Regions from separate parts of the Mus musculus genome. Here all the other regions are linked to region 1. The links are chromatin contacts, called in public Hi-C and promoter capture Hi-C maps. All regions are on one chromosome and are shown on one strand. The core of a region is the stretch at or near the end of the contact, and the rest is flanking DNA. Distances in the headings are between cores, read along the strand shown. Region 1 holds the start of Lonp2 (lon peptidase 2, peroxisomal). Region 2 holds the start of Gadd45gip1 (growth arrest and DNA-damage-inducible, gamma interacting protein 1). Region 3 holds the start of Prdx2 (peroxiredoxin 2). Region 4 holds the start of Tent4b (terminal nucleotidyltransferase 4B). Region 5 holds the start of Fbxw9 (F-box and WD-40 domain protein 9). Region 6 holds the start of Wdr83 (WD repeat domain containing 83). Region 7 holds the start of Zfp791 (zinc finger protein 791).

The links. Promoter capture Hi-C pulls out the DNA fragments that hold promoters and counts their contacts. Hi-C and Micro-C count contacts between places; a contact is called where the count stands out from the background.
Region 2: a contact with region 1 is called in a promoter capture Hi-C map of pre-B cells, with 2.5 times the contacts expected there. The contact joins the promoter of Gadd45gip1 here to the promoter of Lonp2 in region 1. A contact is called at or near these places in 2 of 39 promoter capture datasets (liver and pre-B cells).
Region 3: a contact with region 1 is called in a promoter capture Hi-C map of pre-B cells, with 4 times the contacts expected there. The contact joins the promoter of Prdx2 here to the promoter of Lonp2 in region 1. A contact is called at or near these places in 2 of 39 promoter capture datasets (liver and pre-B cells) and 3 of 115 datasets of contacts at active chromatin or transcription factors (T-cell acute lymphoblastic leukemia, astrocytes and pro-B cells).
Region 4: a contact with region 1 is called in a Hi-C map of B cells, with 5 read pairs. The contact joins the promoter of Tent4b here to the promoter of Lonp2 in region 1. A contact is called at or near these places in 1 of 39 promoter capture datasets (hippocampal neurons) and 1 of 484 Hi-C or Micro-C datasets (B cells).
Region 5: a promoter capture Hi-C map of pre-B cells shows a contact between it and region 1, with 5 times the contacts expected there. The contact joins the promoter of Fbxw9 here to the promoter of Lonp2 in region 1. A contact is called at or near these places in 1 of 39 promoter capture datasets (pre-B cells) and 2 of 115 datasets of contacts at active chromatin or transcription factors (astrocytes and hepatocytes).
Region 6: a contact with region 1 is called in a promoter capture Hi-C map of pre-B cells, with 5 times the contacts expected there. The contact joins the promoter of Wdr83 here to the promoter of Lonp2 in region 1. A contact is called at or near these places in 7 of 39 promoter capture datasets (3T3-L1-derived adipocytes, embryonic stem cells, frontonasal cranial neural crest and 4 more), 3 of 115 datasets of contacts at active chromatin or transcription factors (astrocytes, hepatocytes and large pre-B cells) and 1 of 9 other capture datasets (liver).
Region 7: a promoter capture Hi-C map of embryonic stem cells shows a contact between it and region 1, with 4 times the contacts expected there. The contact joins the promoter of Zfp791 here to the promoter of Lonp2 in region 1. A contact is called at or near these places in 1 of 39 promoter capture datasets (embryonic stem cells) and 1 of 115 datasets of contacts at active chromatin or transcription factors (astrocytes).

The regions. Positions count from the first base shown.
Region 1 is chr8:86,622,631-86,625,445 of GRCm38.p6, forward strand. Lonp2 (lon peptidase 2, peroxisomal) reads left to right here and starts at 1,413. Exons shown (of 15, transcript NM_025827.3): 1 at 1,413-1,786. The coding sequence starts at 1,554.
Region 2 is chr8:84,830,924-84,833,738 of GRCm38.p6, forward strand. Gadd45gip1 (growth arrest and DNA-damage-inducible, gamma interacting protein 1) reads left to right here and starts at 1,359. Exons shown (of 2, transcript NM_183358.4): 1 at 1,359-1,717. The coding sequence starts at 1,368. It also overlaps a transcript of Dand5 not described here.
Region 3 is chr8:84,968,256-84,971,070 of GRCm38.p6, forward strand. Prdx2 (peroxiredoxin 2) reads left to right here and starts at 1,367. Exons shown (of 6, transcript NM_011563.6): 1 at 1,367-1,507; 2 at 1,985-2,089; 3 at 2,181-2,334. The coding sequence starts at 1,987. It also overlaps a transcript of Rnaseh2a not described here.
Region 4 is chr8:88,198,450-88,201,264 of GRCm38.p6, forward strand. It overlaps Tent4b (terminal nucleotidyltransferase 4B), which reads left to right and starts at 1,433. Exons shown (of 12, transcript NM_001372333.1): 1 at 1,433-2,053. The coding sequence starts at 1,455.
Region 5 is chr8:85,058,762-85,061,576 of GRCm38.p6, forward strand. It overlaps Fbxw9 (F-box and WD-40 domain protein 9), which reads left to right and starts at 1,358. Exons shown (of 10, transcript NM_026791.2): 1 at 1,358-1,775. The coding sequence starts at 1,367. A230103J11Rik (RIKEN cDNA A230103J11 gene) reads right to left here and starts at 1,699. Exons shown (of 4, transcript NR_110582.1): 1 at 1,646-1,699.
Region 6 is chr8:85,079,264-85,082,078 of GRCm38.p6, forward strand. Wdr83 (WD repeat domain containing 83) reads right to left here and starts at 1,483. Exons shown (of 9, transcript NM_026399.2): 1 at 1,250-1,483; 2 at 1,050-1,170; 3 at 857-962; 4 at 526-574; 5 at 318-444. The coding sequence starts at 1,352. It overlaps Wdr83os (WD repeat domain 83 opposite strand), which reads left to right and starts at 1,700. Exons shown (of 4, transcript NM_001001493.2): 1 at 1,700-1,800; 2 at 1,910-2,015; 3 at 2,514-2,611; 4 at 2,683-2,815. The coding sequence starts at 1,751. The coding sequence ends at 2,749.
Region 7 is chr8:85,118,323-85,121,137 of GRCm38.p6, forward strand. Zfp791 (zinc finger protein 791) reads right to left here and starts at 1,369. Exons shown (of 4, transcript NM_001357366.1): 1 at 1,313-1,369. The coding sequence starts at 1,315.

The DNA of each region.
Region 1 (2,815 bases), core at 163-2,662:
ATTAGACCTGGGTTTTGGTATGAAGTTCCTGTTTTACTCTAAAAACAACTTTTGTGTGACAATTACATGGTTCTGCACAGCTGTTTGGGGTTCAGTCTACAAGAGGCTAGACCTCTTGGCTGCCTGCAAGGCCATATATCATCCTGGAATGACTCTTTTTCTTTGGCCATATGTGTGACTCAGTTAAGACCCTGTCCTAGGAGACCAAGAAAATAATAAAATCAAAAAATTAATTTATTAAACAAAAATAAGTCCAGACATTAGTATGCACACAAAACACTTGTTGCTTTTAGGATATGTATGCATGATAAAAATAAATAAAGTTTTTTTAAAAAATATGCCCCAAGGTTTTTAAGATGGTCATAGTTTCCTCATAAAATACCTACCATGTTCAGAGCCCTTGGTCCAATCCCAAGTACCATTTTTAAAAAGACACCAGGAATCTCAGAGTATAAGTCCTCTACTCTCCAGATAAGACTCTTAATAAAAAGGTAAGTTATTGTATATATTTTTTCTTTATATTACTCCCAAAGTCTATCTCAAGATATCTACACAATGCATACTTGATGAGTGTGTCACAACCAAGATCATCACCTACCAGTTCACCCTCCCTCTAGACCTCAGTGACTCAGACCACAACCTAGAATCTATCATCCAAATTGTGACCTTCTACAAATAATTGAATGCCCCTTTTTTAAAAGTATCTGTTTAAAATACTAATAAAATAAAGCAAAGATGGAAGCAATATCACAGACTTAAGAGATCCAGGAGATAAACAAAGTGAAAAATTAAGGACGATAGTAAAACCCACCAGCTTGGGAGAAGGTCTATGGATTAGGTAATGGTAATACTAATTTCCTGGGTTATGTGAACCATGGTTATGCAACATAATAGGGAAAACCGAGTGAGAGGTATAGGATACTTGTTAAAATATAAAATCTATTCAATAAAAAGGTTTAAAAATGTCTAGTGCACACCGTCCTTCTCAACATTCCTTCCGAATTTAAATGCAGGCACTGTTCATGCTGTCTGTGCACCAGGTTTGCTTGTCGTCTGGCATCACTGGTTCAGAGAGAAGGGCTGAGCGAAGCGACAGAAATTGGGTATCTCTGGGCTAGCGGGGAGCGGAGGTGTTTAATGTAGGGACCAGCCTGGGGATGCAGCCAGAAATTGAGGGGTTTGGGTCTAGGGGCGGAGCCAGAAGCCGCTACGCTTTAGCTTTGGGGGGGGGGGGGGGGGGAGAGTGACAGACCGGAAGGCTTAGCCGCTGCGGCCTCCGGAAGGGTTGTGGGCGGGCCCGGAAACAGCAGCACATGGCCCGGGGGCGAGTCCGAAGCGTCCGGGCAGAAGTCTGGGAGCCTGGAGAAGGGGCGGGGCCGGAAGCGGCGGCAGGCCTGGGGACCGGAGCCTGGGGAAGGGGCGGTGCCGGAAGCGGCGGCACTCAGGCCTGGGGGCGGGCCGTCGAGTGACGGCTGCGGTGCGTTCGGCGAAGGAAGTGTAGAGTTCGTACTTGGGAGTCCTCCTGACACCTCTGGTGTTGACGACCAGTGGCCATGTCCTCCGTGAGCCCCATCCAGATCCCCAGCCGCCTTCCGCTGCTGTTGACCCACGAGAGTGTGTTGCTGCCTGGCTCCACTATGCGCACAAGTGTGGACACGGCCCGCAACTTGCAGCTGGTGCGGAGCCGCTTGCTCAAGGGCACGTCGTTGCAGAGCACCATTCTAGGAGTCATCCCCAACACACCCGACCCGGCCAGCGACACGCAGGACCTGCCACCATTGCACAGGTAGGCCCGCCGGGCACTCGGAGGGAGGCCCTCCGGGACTCGCGCCCCGGCGGCCTGTGAGCGGAGTTGTGGCTCAAGTCTCCCCAGCGTGAAAAGTGGGAGGGACGCTTTTCGCCAGTGACCGTTAGTGAGCCGGATCAGTCACGGAGCAATGCCTGACACGGGTGGAAACTCTGTGCAGTTCATTTGCTGCCTGTTGCTGGTGCTTATCTGATGTGAATTCGTGTCCTACATAGCCTTCTTCACCGCCCAGCGCCCGGGCCCCTCCCCCATACCACCTTTCACCCTGTCCCCTTTCTTTCAGTCAACCTCCGGTCATGTTCTCCAGCTGAAACATTATAAATCTAGATCTATCTATCTATCTATCTATCTCTCTCTCTCTCTCTCTCTCTCTCTCTCTCTCTCTCTCTCTTTCTTTCTTTCTTTTTCCTGCTCATGCCTAAACTACGCAGTTAACTTTTGGGTGCTTTGTTTTACATGTTGTTACCTATTTTCTCTATTCCCCGACGGCCTCCCCTTCATGAAGGGCCATTCCTGTTAGCATTTTCCTTGGGGTCTCCCACTACAGTCTTCCCAGCCTCTAGGCTCACCTTTGCTCCTTCCTGGCATTTTTATCTTAGGCCCGGGGGATGTCACTGGATAGCCCTGTGTCCCGGCTCTGGTTCGTTGACTTGGGTGGTAGATTTCACCTGCGTCTGACTCTTCCCCTGTGATTTCCCATGTCTCTTAGGTGTGTCTTGAAGGTCCATCTGTGCAGACTGGTTTGCCCCATGCTTCCCTGGACTGCACAGTGATTGTGCGTATAGAGCACTTGAAGTGTGCATGCTCTAATATGAGTTTTAACACTAGAGTGCATGTGTGCCCAGAAAGGCTGTCAATTCTAGGCAGCTCAAGGCAGTTGGTCACCCTAAATGTGTCATAAATGTACAGTGCACACTATAGTTTGAGAAAACGTGAATTTCCTTTTTCTTTTTCGAGACAGGGTTTCTCTGTGTGGCCCTGGCTGTCCTGGAACTCACTCTGTAGACC
Region 2 (2,815 bases), core at 109-2,608, 1.8 Mb before region 1:
AAAAAAAAAAAAAAAAAAAAAAAGGTAAACTGCACATGATGGTCTCAGATCTTTAATTTCAGCACTGGGAAGGCAGAGGCAGAACCCTGTAAGTTCCACAGTGAATTCCAGGCCAGCCAGCTGGCACTACATAACAAGACTCAAAAAAACCAAACAACACCAACACACACACACAAACACACACGACCAAACAAGTTAGAATCCATGGAGCTGGAGAAATGGCTGAAAAGTTTAAAATATTTCCTGTCTTCCAGAAGACTTGAAGAATTTGGTTTCTTGTATTCAAGTCCCTTGACAATTGCTTGTAAGGCCAGTCTGAGAGGGTTCCATTGGCTTCCACTGGCACCCACACATGAGGCGCACACACACACACACTAAATCTTTTTAAAGATTTAAAAGGTAACATAAGCCTAAATATTAAAGTAGAAATATTTAATATATTAGAGAAATTTAAAAGCACAGATGTGAAGGGAAATAAAATATACAATAAAGCAGACATATTTAAAGCATTAATATTTCAAAATTAAAAATCAAAATGTCAAATACAGTAATTTAAATAATACTGGCACACCAGTTTTTTTCTTTTCTTCTTTTTGTTGTTGTTGTTTCTCTGTTTAACAGCCCTGGCTGTTCTGGAAGTCACTCTGTACACCAGGCTGACCTTGAACTCACAAAGATCCGCCTGTCTCTACCTCCAAGTTATGAAATTAAAGGCATGCGCCCCTACCGCCCGGCCAACGCACGCCACTTTTAAGTCTTATTTTAAACAGGCTCATTACCGGTCATCCTAGCACAGGCGAGACTGATTTAGAAATCGATGCCATCCTGAATTATGCCAAGAAGTTCCAAGATGACCTGGCTACAGGATGATATCCTATTTCAAAATCCCAAATGATGGCCGGGAAGAAGGCTCGGAGGGTAAAGGCATTTGCCACCAGGCAAGATGATTTTAGTTCTATTCCCACAACTCTTGCTTGGTGGAAGGAGAAAACCGACTTCCCCAAGCTGTCCTCTGACCTCCACTTAATCACCAACACTTCAACACTTTCGTCCCCCAATAAATAAACTGCAGAAATCCTTTCTTTTTTTCTTTTTTGATACACGTAGTCTTGGCAGCCCTGGAACTCATAGAGATCCTCCTGCCTCTGCCTCCTGATTGCTGGAATTAAAGAGGTAAGCCACCAGCCATACAATATTCTCTTAACAAACAATTGCTCCCCCCGCCCCACCCGCATTAAACGTTCACCTGCGCCGTACGGACTAAAGCAGCGCGGCGCTCCTCCGCTCCCCGGCCGGAGGCCCCCGGTGTTTCCGCCGCGCAGGCAGCGCCGTAGCCAGCCCCGCTGCCGCGAGGACCCACAGCCAAGATGGCGGCGCTCGCAATGCGGAGTGGCTATCTCCTGCGGCTCTCTGTGGCTCTGGGTCCCAGGTCCCGCAGCTACCGTGCGCCCCCGCCCCCGCGCCGCCGTCCCGGGCCCCACTCGCCAGACCCGGAGAACCTGCTGACCCCGCGATGGCAGCTAACGCCCCGCTATGTGGCCAAGCAGTTCGGACGACATGGCGCCATCTCCGGGGTGCCCCCGGCCTCCCTGTGGCCCACCCCAGAGCAGCTGCGCGAGTTGGAGGCCGAGGAGCAAGAATGGTACCCGAGCTTAGCGACCATGCAAGAGTCGCTGCGCTTGCAGCAGCAGGCCTTGGAGGCAAGGCGCCAAGCCAGGTGGGTGTGATGGGGCACGTACCCCAGGGCCCCGAAACCAGGAATCATCCGTAGTAGGCACGCGGATCCCTTGTGGCGTGGGCTTAAACATTACATGTTAACTTTGCTGCAAAGCAGACATCCTTGTAGTCATTCAACTGCAGTTTTTGGTTTTTTGTTTTTTTTTTTTTCTTTTGGTTTTTCGAGACAGGGTTCTTCTGTGTAGCCCTGGCTATCCTGGAACTCACTCTGGTCTCGAACTCAGAAATCCGCCTGCCTCTGCCTCCCAAGTGCTGGGATTAAAGGCGTGCACCACCACCCCCGGCCTCAACTGCAGTTTTAATGTTTGTTTTTACTTGTCCTCTTCCTTTATCAGTAGCCTGCCCTTTTATTCTAAATAGCAAGGACTCAATTAACCAGAACTCATTTTATTGCCCAGGCTGGCCTCGAATCTAGGATCCATCTGTCTTTACCTTCTGAATATCTGCTATTACAGGCCTGTACCAGTCCCAGCCTCAACTCTATATACTTCCCTAGTTACTCTGCAAGGATATAAGGACCCACACACCAGGGAACAAAGCAGACAGAGGATTCGGATGATGACTGAGGAACCCCCCCCCCCCAAGGAAGACAAACACAGTTAAAAGTGCATGCTAGCTCTTGTGATGTTTAAGCAAATCCCCATATAACCAGATACTGTTACTGGAAAAATCTCAAGGCATGAGTTCCCAGTAGAGGGAGCAACTGTTGCAAAGGCCCTGAGGTTGAGAAGTGGGAATGATGATTCTCAATTAGAGAACAGCCCAGGTGAAACCTTTTATCACAAATAATCTGGTCTTGGTGGAGCACACCTTTAATCCCAGCCTTCTGGAGACAGGCAGGTTAGATCACCGAGTTTTGAGGCCAGCCAGCCTAGTCTATGTAGTGAGACCCTGTCTTGTGTGGCCACCGTAGCTAGGTAGTGGGACCTGAGAGCAGTGATGGACTCTGAAGTCTGGGGTAGAAGTCAGAAAAGAAGGCACATGTGATCAGATTTGAGGAGAAAATGGAGGCAAACCAGACATTTGGATCGCCCCTTCTGGTGCAGGGTTCAGGGCTGGTGAAATGTGTTGCTGGTAT
Region 3 (2,815 bases), core at 117-2,616, 1.7 Mb before region 1:
GCACTTAAACCCCCTGGTGCTGAGCTAACTTGTAGCAACAAAGTAATTTTTATGCTCAGGAGAAGCGATATATATATATTTTTTAAGGTAGTGCTAAAGAGCCACTGACCTACAGTTTTACAAGACCCTTTCCTTTCCTTTCCTTTCCTTTCCTTTCCTTTCCTTTCCTTTCCTTTCCTTTCCTTTCTTTCCTTCCTTCCTTAAAAACAAAACAAAACAACAGAGCCTCATGTACCCCAAGCTGGCCTCCAAGTCCTTGGGTAGCCAAAGATGTCTTTGAATTTCAGGTCCCTACTCCTCCCAAATGCTAGGATTGTAGGTGTGTACGGGTACAGTGGATTATGCAGCGCTGGGGAAGGATCAAAACTTCGGACATGCTGGGCCAGTGCTCCACCAACTGAGTACCAAATGCAATCCCAACCCTTCATCAGAATTCTTCACTGATACTTCCTCATGTAGATGAACTCACAAAGGCTGGTGCCCCACACCCTTCCTCAGCAGATCTTTGCCAAATGGCATCCCCTTTCCCTATTCTTCCCTTAGGCCTTTTGCTGTTCCCTTTTCACTGTCTCACAGTCCCTGTGACTTTAACTGTGCTAGTCATTCCAGCTGTGTTGGTTCTTACCACCTCAAGCTGACTGGCCAGTTTCTTTCTCTGCCTCCACCCTTCTAGCACTATGTTAATAGGTTGTTTATTAGACAGGCAGTGTTTAATATAATTATCAGATGACCAAGGAAGCTGCGGGGCAAGAAGTTGAGAACAAAAGGTAGTACGGTTGGGGCATGGCTGTAAATTTTCAATAAAGTGAAACGGAACAAAATAAAACAAAACAATAACTCACAGACGAGAAATCACACTCAGAGAAAAAGTGCCCAGTTCCTTGAGACCCAGCCTGCACTGAGCTGGGCAGGGATCTGAAGTCAGCCAGAGAGGGTCTGTTTGTAGGGCCTTGGCCAAGTGAGGCCTTCGGGGGTTGGGGTGGGGAGGACACCTTTTCATAGCGTAACTCCCGTCCACCTGCTAGTTTACCCTTTTGTCGCTGCAGCGTCAGCAGCTCCCAGGTATCACCTTCACCGTGCGGGCCAAAGTATTGGTAGTCTGGGTCGATCTGAGTAGGGGACACCAGACCTAGGAGCACTAGGGGAGTCAGCAACGGAGCCAAGTGGCTCCGGGCCATGCCCGGATTCCAACCGACCCCAACGCGCCCCGTGGCCGAGGCTCGCGAGGAGCCCACAGCACAGACAATCTTGGCGTCCGAAAGGGCACACCCCACCCAACCCTTGTGAAAGCGTGTGGACCGGGCCACGCGGCGCCTTCCCCTCACCCCCCCGGCAGCCGCAATGGATCCGACCGCGGCGCTGTCCCGCCCACCTCCCCGCGCACTGCCTGGTGTGGTTTGGGCCACGCATAAAAGGTTCTCCGGCCTAGGGCTCTCTCGGTTTTGAGATCTCTTTCCTGTCTCTACCCGTGTCTGGACGTCCGTGTGTCCGGCTCTTGCTCACGCAGGTATGAAAACCCAGAATGCACACGAATGGGAGGAGCCCCACTAGTGTGGTGCAGGCCTCATCACGACCTCTATGCTTGGAGGTCTTTGTTTTCCATGTTCAATGGTGGCCGCTTTGTCCTTGCCCGGGAAACCAAGGCCCGAGCCCTGGCTTGCAGGCTGGATCACCGAGCTCGGCAGTCCATCGCTCTTAGCTTAGCCGTCCTATTCTGGAACTAGGAGCTCACTTCCCCCTCCACCCGCACTCGGTCTGACTCCATAATTTGGGTAGCAGCGGTGACCCATCATTCGTTCCCTGTTTAGGGGGGCGGGTATTCAGAGGCCTTGCAGACTTTATACTGGGAGGGTGAATATGAGCGCTCCTTCCACCTCTCTCGGTTTTACTATCTAGACTTAGCACCAAAAGTGACCTTGGAAAGGCAAGACAAAGGATCTTCTAAGGCTCTAAAGACCAAGCTTGTGTGGGTCTCTGATTTCAGTCATGGCCTCCGGCAACGCGCAAATCGGAAAGTCGGCTCCTGACTTCACGGCCACAGCGGTGGTGGATGGTGCCTTCAAGGAAATCAAGCTTTCGGACTACAGAGGTGAGGCTGAGCGGAGTGGGAGCAGGTGGGGTCAGGGTCTACATGTGAAAGAAGTTAGCACTGACTTCCCTTCCGTTCTCCTCTTCCCTAGGGAAGTACGTGGTCCTCTTTTTCTACCCACTGGACTTCACTTTTGTTTGCCCCACGGAGATCATCGCTTTTAGCGACCATGCTGAGGACTTCCGAAAGCTAGGCTGCGAGGTGCTGGGAGTGTCTGTGGACTCTCAGTTCACCCACCTGGCGTGGTAAGGGGCTGCAGGAGGAGGGTTGCAGGGGTCTTGAGGTAGGTGGTGAAGTGGGAGGTGCAGAGAGGATGAAGGACCGCCCAAATTATAGGGACAAACTGTGTCTTCCCGTTTTTCATCTTATAAAGAATGGAAACAATGACACCCAAGCCCACACGAAGATGATAGTAATTAGCATTTGGCACCTTGTTGGAAGGTACCTGCCAAAGGAGTCTCAGTTCTCTGGAGACAGGCTGCCTTGCTGTATTTTGCTATTCTCAATAATGATGGGTTGTGCTCCATACCAGAGCTAGATGGTGATGGGAAGAATCCCCCTGTGTGCGCGCACACACAAGTCTTTCAGAACTAGAAGTCAATAATTCCAGGGCTCATTCTTGCAAGGCAAGTGCCCTGCCTCTGAGCTCCATGTCTGCTGTTGGCTAATCACTTTCATACGGGGTCTCTACTGCAAGTTGCTGGAGCCCACGGGCACAAGTGAAGC
Region 4 (2,815 bases), core at 183-2,682, 1.6 Mb after region 1:
TCCTTTCCTGCTGAGGGTCTGGCACCAACCTCAGGGCATTTCGTGTGCTAAGCAAGCACTCTAATAGAGTTACAATTAGCTCAGCCAGTGGTCATTGTATTCTTTTTTTTTTTTTCCCCCTAAGAAAAAACGTAGAGCAATGATTCATTCTGTGACAAACAGATTTTTAATCCTTTGCAAAATAAGTAAATAAACAAAACCAATCACCACCACCCCAAACTTTCCAGGATATTGAACTGGGCACAGAGCCAAAACTCAAGTGTCAGTCAGGGACTCGGTTCTGGAATTTGCAGCGAGCTTGAAGCATGCGCACAGTAAGTGTTCTAGTCTTCTGGATAATGTTAATTACTGACAACCACCCCCTGCCCCCTTTTTGGTTATTTTTCGCGCCAGAAGAAAGCTACACAAATGGGCATTCTATGAAAAACGATCATTAACCGCAACGGTAGTGTGATTTTAGGTTTAAAAGGCTTCGAGTATTCTTAGTTATGAAAGTTGAGGGGCTTTGAGCTCGTAAGTGCACCTTGGAACAGCCGCGCTGTGTGGCCCTCCAGCCGGGCAGCGGTGCCAGCACTCGCGACCCAGAGGCCGCTGAGACCGCTCCGGAACCGAGATGCGCGTGCAGCCGCGTGCTAACCCGGCCCTTGAGCGGAAGCCCGCCCTTCTCGTGCTCGCGCGGCGCGCGGCCAGGAGCCCCGGGGCCGCGCCGGGACCGAGGGGCGGAGCCGGCGGTCCGGAGCGGGGTGGGCGGCGCAAACCAGTCACTTTCCGCGGAGTCGGCAGCCGCCTCGTGTGCCTCGGCGGCGCTTGAGCGGCAACAGAGTCCTGCGGCGGCGCGCGCGTCCGAGGTGCCCGGAGGCCCAGGTACGTGCGACCCCAGCTAAGCTAGCGCGGGACGGTTGACCAGGCGGTTGCGGCCCCGCTGCCTGCAGCCTGCCGCGGCCTCTGTGACGCGCGGTGCGGCCTCGGGGAACCCGCGGACGGCTGGCAGCAGGGACGGGGCGGGGCGAGCGCGGCGGCGGGGCAGGCGGAGCGGAGCGAGGGGCGGAGCCGGCGGAGGCCCCGCCCCGGGGCCGAGCAGCACGGACGCTACGGAGCAGGCGCGTCCCGCTGCCGCCGCCGCTGCCGCCGCCGCCGCCGCTGCTGCTGCCGCCGCCGCCACCACCGCCGCCGCCGCTCGCCCTTCTCGGGATCCGCCGCCGCCATTTGCACGGGAACCCCGGTGACAGGGGCTCGGCGGAGGGGCGGAGGGAGGGGGGAGGGCCTGCGAGCCCCGAGGGCGGGAGCGACGCCGCCGGCGCCGGCCAGGCTCCCTGCGCTACCGCGCCGCCCGTGGCGGAACCCGGGTGGCAGCGGCGGCGGCGGCCGAGGGCGGGCGTGCGCCTGAGGCAGCGGCGGCGGCGGCGGCCCTGCGGGCGGCCGGGAGGGGCGGGGGCAGCGGCCGCCGCCGTTTGATGGATCCGAGGATCGCCTGGTTCCAGCCAGAGCAGCTCGGACCGTCCAATAGTCTGTGGATGCAGATCTGGGAGACGACCCAGGGGCTGAGGAACCTCTACTTCAACCACCACTGTCACAGCAGCGGCGCGAGCAGCGCGAGCGGCGGGAGCGGCAGCGGCCCCGGCAGCCCCGGCGGCACGGCCCCGGCCCCGGCCGGCATGTTCCGCTCGGGGGAGCGCCCACTGGGCGGCCTCGCCGTGCCCGCGGAGCAGCGGGACTTCCTGCCCCTGGAGACGACCAACAACAACAACAATCACCACCAGCCGGCGGCCTGGGCACGGCGGGCATCGGCGGGCCCCTCGGCGTCGCCGGTCCCATCGGCTCCCTCGTCCCCGCGACCGGCGGCCGCACTCCCCGCCTCCGAGTCTACCGACCCGGCCTCGGGCAGCAGCAACAAGAGGAAACGTGACAACAAGGCCAGCACCTACGGACTCAACTACAGCCTGCTGCAGCCCAGCGGAGGGCGCGCGGCCGGAGGCGGACGGGCGGACGGCGGCGGGGGCGTGTACAGCGGGACCCCGTGGAAGCGACGGAACTACAACCAGGGAGTCGTGGGGTGAGTGCTGGCGTCGTGGCCTGCGTCTTGGAGGGTCGGCACACCCGCACAGCGGGGAACACGCCCACAGGCGGGAGGGGGGGATGATGGGTGGGGGATGGGGAGCCCCAGTGGGGCCTCCAGAGCATCGGTGGCCATTCATTCCTTCATAGCTTGACCAGTCTCGGTGGACCTTTCTTTGGAATTCCTTTGGAAAAAGTGGAGCTATCCTCTCCTTTTCGTAGTCATCTCTACCTTCCTCCTCTCCTAACTGTCCACACCTTCCCGATGCATTCTTGCTTGTCCTTCTCCTGGATCTTTCTATGCTCTAGAATTCAGCCTGCCCTCTGATCCCTTTCTGTCCTCCACACCTTGCTCCCCACCACCACACCCCAAGATGAAGCCCCTTAGCATCGGGCTAGTTAACTTCCTGAGAACGTTTCTGCCTTAGCGTCTTTAGATGTTAGGACCAGGAGGTGCTCTTCTTGCCAAGAATAGAAACATCCAGAATGCTCCTTCCCCTCCCCCAGTCCACGACGAAAATCTCCTCAGCCCTGAAAGACACTGCCTGCTCTTGATCCTTTGGCCCATCTTTTATATTTACTTAAGGAAAAAAAAAAAAAAAGCCAGTGTTTGCCATGTCTGTCGTGAGCAGAAAGCACTGAGTGACAGCTAGCTTGAAGTTGTCATAGATGGTGAGCTTTTCTGAGCCCTGACAGAACTTTGCAGGAGTTCATGGTCGGCAGCTTCTCACTGTGAGGTTGTCACTGTGGCAGAGGTAGC
Region 5 (2,815 bases), core at 108-2,607, 1.6 Mb before region 1:
CTATGTGAAATTATCCTGGCCTACTACCTTTAGTCCTTAACCATTTATTGCCCACAGTTTTGCCTGACCTATTTGAAATTGAATCAGAGTTCCTAGACAATGGTCATTTGACCCCAAAATAAACTTAGGCGTGGAGCTTAACTGTTGAAGCCATGCAAAGTTGAAGACCTAAATTAGGATTGCCCACATCAGTGTTGGGCACAGGAGAGCAACTCCTGGTGAACAGAGACAGAAGGCTTCCTGAGGCTCACTGGCTGGCCAGCCAGTCTAGCTAAAAGTCATTAGTCAATAGCTGTTTCAAGATATAAGATGCCTGCTGTGAGAGTTGGCTCAGCACATAAAGATGTTTGCTGCCTGTTTACCTTAATTTGATTCCAGAACCTATGTAAAGGTGATGGAGAAGTGACTCCACAGAGTTGCTCTGATACATGTGACCTGTGGTGCACGGGAGCACACACAAAATTTAGGACAATAAACTAAGATGGAGATTGAAGAAGGCCTCCAACCATCTCAACCTCAGGCCTCCAAATGCGTACAAAGCATAAACTCCAGGGCTGAAACGGTCGATGGCCCATGGCTTAAGAGCACTTTAAGTGAGCGAGATAGGTGCCTTTCATTTCAACAGAGAGAGCAGAGGCAGGTCACCCACCGAATTAGAGGCCATCCTGGATTACTTGTCTAAAACAAAGCAGTTGGTCTTGGAGAAGATGAAAATTGGGTTTCTAGCATCCACAAGAGGTGATTGCCGACCTGTAAACCTAGCTTCAGGGGATTCCAAATATAAGAGTAGAAGCCGGATTAAAGGCGTGCCCACTGCCCGGGTTGAGGACCCAGTGACCATTTTTTTTTTTTAAGAATTATTTAGCTGGGTGGTGGTGGCACATGCCTTTAATCCCAGTACTCGGGAGGCAGAGGCAGGTGGATTTCTGAGTTCGAGGCCAGCCTGGTCTACAAAGTGAGTTCCAAGACAGCCAGGGCTATACAGAGAAACCCTGCCTTAAAAAAAAAAAAAAAAAAGGAGTAGAAATAAAAGATAAACGCCGGGCGTGGTGGTGCACGCCTTTAATCCCAGCACTCGGGAGGCAGAGGCAGGTGGATTTCTGAGTTCGAGGCCAGCCTGGCCTACAAAGTGAATTCCAGGACAGCCAGGGCTATACAGAGAAACCCTGTCTCGAAAAACCAAAAAAAAAAAAAAAAAAAAAAAACCATTCACACCCGCACAGGACTAGACGTCTGATTTCCAAGCAATATCTGGCAGGTGTTAGTCTCTGACGTCATCTAATGGGCGCCGGAAGTGATCTCGCGCTGCCTAGGAAACAAGACGCGGCTCTGGCTAAACCTGTACAGCCGCGCCCACCCGGGCGCCATGGATCTTTCCTCAGGGCGGAGTGGGGATCCTCGCTCTTGTGAGGAGGAATCTGACCCCGAGCCAGATCCCGACCCTGACACTCAAGCTGAGGCCTACGTAGCCCGTGTGCTTACCCCTCCCAAGCTTGGCCTGACCCCGCGGCGCTCGTCACTGCAGTCCATGTTCTCCGCGTCCCTAGGCGTGCCGGAGCGAAAGGCCGCCTCCAAAGTCCCGGCCGTGCGCCTACCGGGCCTCTTGAGCCTTCCCCCGGAGCTGCTGCTGGAGATCTGTGCCTACCTGGATGCGCGAGTCGTGCTTCAAGTCCTGCCGTGCGTGTGCCAAGCGTTGCACGACCTCGTGCGTGATCGTGTCACCTGGAGGCTACGCGCTCAGCGCCGCGTACGCGCACCCTACCCAGTGGTGGAAGGTATGCACATCCTTGGGAGACAGGAATTTTGGGGTGCTGCCTAATCCTTGTCGACCACAAGGCCACTTGGTTTCCTCAGGAAGTGCTCTGGACCTGGGATTTCTAAACTTAAAATCCAAAGATTTCCGGGTTTGCGCTTTGTTAGCACAAAGGCCCTAGCCCAAGAATTCCCAAGCTTTGGAAACAACTTGAGGCACAAGCAGCAACTAGCATAACAAAGCCTTTGACCCATGGAGTGTTGATCCAGGATTCGTTAAGAGGTTCTGAATTTCTAGACTCCCGATTGGGATCATTAATACCAGTAATCTTTCAGTTCTAGGTCTAGCCTGTCACCTTTTCTATTTTATTTTATTATTTTGGGGCAGGTTCTCATGTAGCTCCTTAGCCTTACAAGTGTTTGGGCTAGCCTTGTCATCTTTGCAGAGCTGTGTTGTTCCTTCTGCCCTTGAGGTCATTGGTTTCTGGAGGAAGAGACAACTTGAAATCGATGATTTTGAGTTTTTGCTGTTGCTTTTAAGGACAGAACTCAGGGCTTTGGCTATGCTAGGTAAATGCTTTATGACGTGTCCCATCCTCAGCATGTCTCGGACATGTTCCTGGTTCTGATATTGCTAGGTTCTCAGGCTCTTGATTCCTCTAATCTGGAAGAGTTTGATTCTTCTGCATTAGGGAGTTGCCCTCCAACCCCGAGTCAGATTTACAAACAGCTTTGATAAAACAGGTGCTTGGACCTCCTCCAGACCATTGAATGGCTGACCTGAGGTTTAGATTCTGACTTGGGAGGGGGCAGGAAGAGCGACTAGGGATAACTTAGGTAAGTTCTCTACTGCCGAGCCATATTTCCCACCCCTTGGCTTCTGTGTCTTGATGTGGCTTCCTGGTTTATAGTTAGAAGGATTTTTTTTTAATTTTTAATTTTTTGTTTTTTGAGACAGGGTTTCTCTGTGTAGCCCTGGCTGTCCTGGAACTCACTCTGTAGACCAGGCTGGCCTCAAACTCAGAACTCCGCCTGTCTCTGCCTCCCAAGTGCTGGGACTAAA
Region 6 (2,815 bases), core at 233-2,732, 1.5 Mb before region 1:
AGGCTGGAATTCAGTATTTGTGTGTGTGTGTGTGTGTGTGTGTGTGTGTGTGTGTGTGTGTGTGTGTGTGTGTGTGTTAGTTGTTGTTTTGAGACAGGGTTTCCCTACATAGCCCTGACTACTTGGAGATCCAAGGCCTCTGCCACCATGCCCTTCACGGCTCATTCTGATACTCAGCACTTGGGAGGTAGAGGCAAGAGGATTAGGAATTAAAGACCGCCTTGGATTACAAAAGACCCTGACTCAAAAGACCAAACCATGGCCACTATGACCTCCAGTGGCACCAGGGCAAGGAGTGTGGCCCTGGACTCACTCACCCTGCCAAGATCTCATGGTCTGACACCTTTACACTGGATATGCCGTCTCTAGCTTCATCTAGTGTTTGCACCGGCTCAGGCTTCCGAGAACGACAATCCCAACATCGGACACTGGAATCGATAGAACCTGTAAGGTCAATGTGAAGATGAGGTCAGGTTTGGGTCTCTGGGCAGCGGGCAGTTTCTAGCTGTCCAGACCTAGACTCACCAGACAGGATGACTGTAGCCTCTTCATTAAACTGAACGGTGTTCACCTTCTGAGAATCAGGAATTACCAATTTAGAGGAGTGAGGCTTTGGAGGATTGGGATTAAGGCAAGGCTCTCAGTGCATGTTAAAGCAAGGGCACATGTTATAGGTAGGGAAGGTGAAAGGTTCTAGGGAAACTGGAAGGAAGACAGTGCTTGGTGGCTGTCACGGTATACTAGATGGGCACAATGGGGGAAGACTGTGATGGAAGGATCTTCCTCGTACCACCTACGGGCTAATATGGATCTCCACAATGCACACGTTAACGAGGGTCTTCTCGCTTGTACTCACTCCAGCGTGGCCCCGAAATTTGCGCACGACCTGCCCAGTTGCTACATCCCACAGCACCACCGTCTTGTCCCCGCCACCAGAACAGAGATGGCTGTTATCAAAGGAGCTGGAGGACAGGGAAAAGAAGGTCAATATCCACTCACGACCCTAGCTAGCCTCTGCGCTCCTTATTCCAGCCTAGCCCGGAGCTCACCCAGCCGCATCTAGCACTTCGTAGCCGTGGCCACTGTAGGTCCGCAGCAGCGTCCCACGCAGCGGGTTCCACAGCTTTAGGGTTTTATCGCTGCCGCACGTCAGGCAGTAGTTGCCGTCCACTGGGGAACAAAGGGCAGGGGTTACGGGACCGCCGGTCTCGGGTGGAGGGACGCCCGGGAGGAAGGCGAAGGCGCTTACCATTAAATCGCACGGCTCGCACCGCGCCCTGGCTGCAGTCCAGCGTCTTCATCCGTTTCTGCGGCAGCTCCGGTGCCCGCGGCTTTGGCTCGGGAAAAGCCATACTTTTAAATGCATCAGTCCGCTGCCTGCTTTACTGCTGATGTATTGAGACCACCGTCCTCCCAAGCTTTCAAAGAGACTTGCTCGAGTGTAACATTATTATTGTCCCCCAGGATTTATTTCCTGCTTTGCACTTCCGTGCAAAATTTCAGCGCGTTAATGACAGTTTTGGGGATACTGAAAAGTCCTTTCAGTTTTTTTTCCCTAGACTTCCTACTTTCCAGGAACTGTTTTGGCCTTTTCTCATTCTCCTTTTTCTGGCTGAGAGTCGTCCCTCTCACTGCTATTGGGAACAGAAGCGCTGGCTACTGGTGTTACTCTAAAAGCCATCCTTCATTCCCACGCCCGGAAGTTGCTCTTCTAGCTGTGAAAGAAGGACGGCGTGGTCTTCAGTTTGCTATGTCCACTAACAATATGTCCGACCCACGAAGGCCCAACAAAGTGCTGAGGTGAGCAGTCCAGCAAGTCATGGCAAGGCGTCTTTGGTTGTGGCCGTGGGTCATGGCTAAGGTGGCCCAGGTGGGACTTGATCGCTCCTGATCCTTGAACATGTCGCAGGTATAAGCCTCCCCCGAGTGAGTGCAACCCGGCTTTAGACGACCCGACTCCGGACTACATGAATCTTCTTGGCATGATCTTCAGCATGTGTGGCCTCATGCTTAAGGTGGGTGGGGATGAACCTCCCTGAGTGTCTGTTGGTCCGCCTGAAACTGAGGTCTGGGGTGGGTTCAGAAAGAGGCGGGTCCTCTGGCTGTGCTAGAGGTGGGGAAGGGGGTGAGGTCAGCTAGGGGTGGAGCTAGGGTGACGCCCCAAACGTAGGGGAAGTTGGGCTTGCACTTGACTTGTACACTGCCTAGCGGGGTCTGAGGGTGGAGCCTAACTTAGGCAAGTTACAGACGACTTGTGGAAAAGAGGCCGGGAGGGTCCTTAGCATGTGGGAATGTTAGAGCAGTCTGAGAGGATGCGGTAGGGTGAGAGGTGCAGGACACACATTGGCATCAGAAGCCTGCTGCTTCGAGTAGGCTCTGAGGGTTGGTGTTGAGGTGCTTCCCCGGGAACAAGGTCCGAGCTGCAGGTAGAACCTGATATCTGAGGACCTTGGTGGTGGGAGCTCCTTGGTATACTTGTCACTGACCCGGTCTTCTCACCCACCTTTCTTCAGCTGAAGTGGTGTGCTTGGGTTGCTGTCTACTGCTCCTTTATCAGCTTTGCCAACTCGCGGAGCTCGGAGGACACTAAGCAGATGATGAGTAGCTTCATGTGAGGATGCTGAATAAGGGGATGGGGTCCCATGCGTGCTCCCCAGCACTGACAGCTCTTTTCCATCTCAGGCTCTCTATCTCCGCCGTGGTGATGTCCTATCTGCAGAATCCTCAGCCCATGACGCCTCCCTGGTGATGCCACCTAGGAGGGTTGGATCCTGGACTCAGGCCCACCTTCTCTCTGGCCTAGCCTTTGGCTGCC
Region 7 (2,815 bases), core at 119-2,618, 1.5 Mb before region 1:
TTATGTAGTAAGGCTGTGTGAGCCAGGTGTGGTAGCCCACACCTTTAATTCCAGCTCTAGGGAGGCAGGGGCAGGCGGAACTGTGAGTCTGGGTCAACCTGGCAGCCTGGTTTATTAAGAGTCCAGGACAGCCAGAAACCCTGTCTCAGAAAAAAACAAAAACAAAAACAAACTCACACACACACACACACACACACACACACACACACACACACACACACACACACACACACAGAGAGAGAGAGAGAGAGAGAGAGAGAGAGAGAGAGAGAGAGAGAGAGAGAGAGAGAGAGAGAGCGCCAGAGAGAGCGCACCCCTGCAGGTAAGAAGAAGGTATCAGAGGCCAGAAGGAGGTATCATATCCCCTGGAACTCTGGAGTTACTGGTTAGCTACTGGAACTGAACCCAAGACTTCTGTAAGGGCAGAGTGCTCTCAGCCTAGCCACTGAACCATCTCTCTAGCCTTTCTTTCTTGGAGACAGGGTCTCACATTGGCCTGGAATTTATTATGTAGCCTAAGGTAGAATCAAACTTGAAGTGATCTCTCTGCTTCGGCTTCCTGCCAGGATTATAGGCCTGGCGAGCCAGGGTTTTGCTTGCTCTCTCTCTCTCTCTCTCTCTCTCTCTCTCTCTCTCTCTCTCTCTCTTTCTCTCTCTCTGGACTTATTTTATTTCAGGTGCATGAATGCTGCATATATGTATTTGTACCACCTCTGTGCCTTGTGCCCAAGGTGGTCAGAAGTGTAGAGTCTCTTATATCTGGAGCTAAGGTTGGTTGCGAACCACCATATGGGTGCTGGGAACAGAAGCCCTTTCCTTGAGAGCCTCAAGTACTCTTAACCGCTGAGCCATCTCTTCAGCCCCAACGAGGGTTACAGTATCTAAACACTGCGCTTGTGAATGCACCACTTAGGCCACTCAGAGATCACTAAGTTCTGTTCTAAACCGGAGTGGGAAGAAGCTGAGGTTTAGAAATTAGCGAAGGCTGTGGAAATTTAGAGATTTACTTCTAGCCCTAGAAAGACTAGACTAGAGGGCAAGGCCTCAAGTCGGTGGCTGTGTCCAACACCTTCATAAGACCGAGTGGTACCAGTGACCCTGGGGCGAGCGGAGGCCCTGGCCGCACAAGCGTAGCTCTTCCAGTGCCCAAATCCGGTCACAGACCTGCAGGACTCGGGAGTCCCGCGCCCGAAACACCGCTCCTGCGCTCCTGCGGGGCTGGCCACTGCTCGGCCGGATAGAATCAACAGCCCTCCCCCTTTCTCCTTCCCTCCCCTATCCCCTTGGGTGGGTGGGGGGCAGCCGCACTCACCATGGCAGGCCTTCACCGATCAATGCTTCTCCTTGTCTCAAGGAAATCACACTTGTCTGTCACTTAGTCTGAACAGATTTATACAATGTCCCGCGCATGTGCATAACATGGCCACGCCCACTCCCCGCCTTAAGGGAGTCACCTTTCCTGATTGACCAGGTAGCCGAGGGCTTAAGCTGGGGCTTCTGCGTTTAAGTTGTTCTGGTGAGACCCGGACGTCTTTCTGCAGCCGCTTCTGAATAAGGGAATGCAAATATTCTCGGTTTCCAGATGGTGCGACATCTAGCGTTATCCGGAGTAGTTTATAGTGTTTACAAGAGGAAGAAAGCCTTCCAGGGATGGAGGCTATTCCTGAAATCATGGTTGTTTGCCATAGACACTTTGTTTTTTAAGGCAGGGTTTCTCTGCGTAGCCCTGACTGTCCTGAAACTCGCTCTGTAGACCAGGCTAGACTCTAACAGAAATTTATCTGTCTGCCCGTGCCTCCTGAGTGCAGGATTAAAGGCCATTGCCACTGCTTGGCCTGCAGACACTTTTTTTTTTTTAAAGATTTATTTATTTATTTATTTATTTATTTATTTATTTATTTATTTATTTATTTATTTATTTATTATGTGTAAGTACACTGTAGCTATCTTCAGACACTTCAGAAGAGGGCGTCAGATCTCATTACCGGTGGTTGTGAGCCACCATGTGGTTGCTGGGATTTGAACTCAGGACCTTTGGAAGAGCAGTTGGTGCTCTTAACCACTGAACCATCTCTCCAGCCCGACACTCTTTTAAAGGAACCCTGCAGCCGGGAACGGCAATGCACTTTGCAATCCCAGAGATTGGGAGCTGAAGCATGATCAGGAATTCAGGCATCTGTAATTTGTTCAAGGCCAGCCTGGGCTGCATGAGACCCTGTATAAAAATAAAGTGAACTTGAGGGTATAGTTCAGTGCTTAACCATTGTGAAACCATCCATCCCCACAAACAAACAAAAAAGTCTCCCTGGTACATATGGTCAGGATTTGCTTCATAGTTTCCCCATCTTCACAGATCCAGGTTTTAAAAAGGAACCCCCCTACTCTGGTCTGACATTTGAATTGGACAACCTCAGAATGAGTGTAGCTTTCTTTCTCTGTTTCTCTGCTATGTAACAAGGGCTGGTACTGTAGCTCAGGCTACCCTAGAACCCAGGACCCTTCTGCCTCAGGCTCCCTAGTATTGTAATTACAGATATTTGTTGTTTTTAACAAAATCTCAATTGTTTGATTTTACCAATGAAGACACAGAAGCCAGATGCCTGGATGAAAGCCTGCTGGCTCAGGGAGGCAGAGAAAGCACCCAGCTGATTTTCATCCTCAGCTGAAATCTCAGCTGAAACCTCTCTCACACCTTCAAAACATCCCAAAGGTCTCAGAAACCTTCAAACTCCAGTCCCCTTCTGCTGTCTTCAGATCAAGATGTTGAATAGAATTCTTGGATCCTCCAGTACCATGTCTGCCTGCACCCCATGCT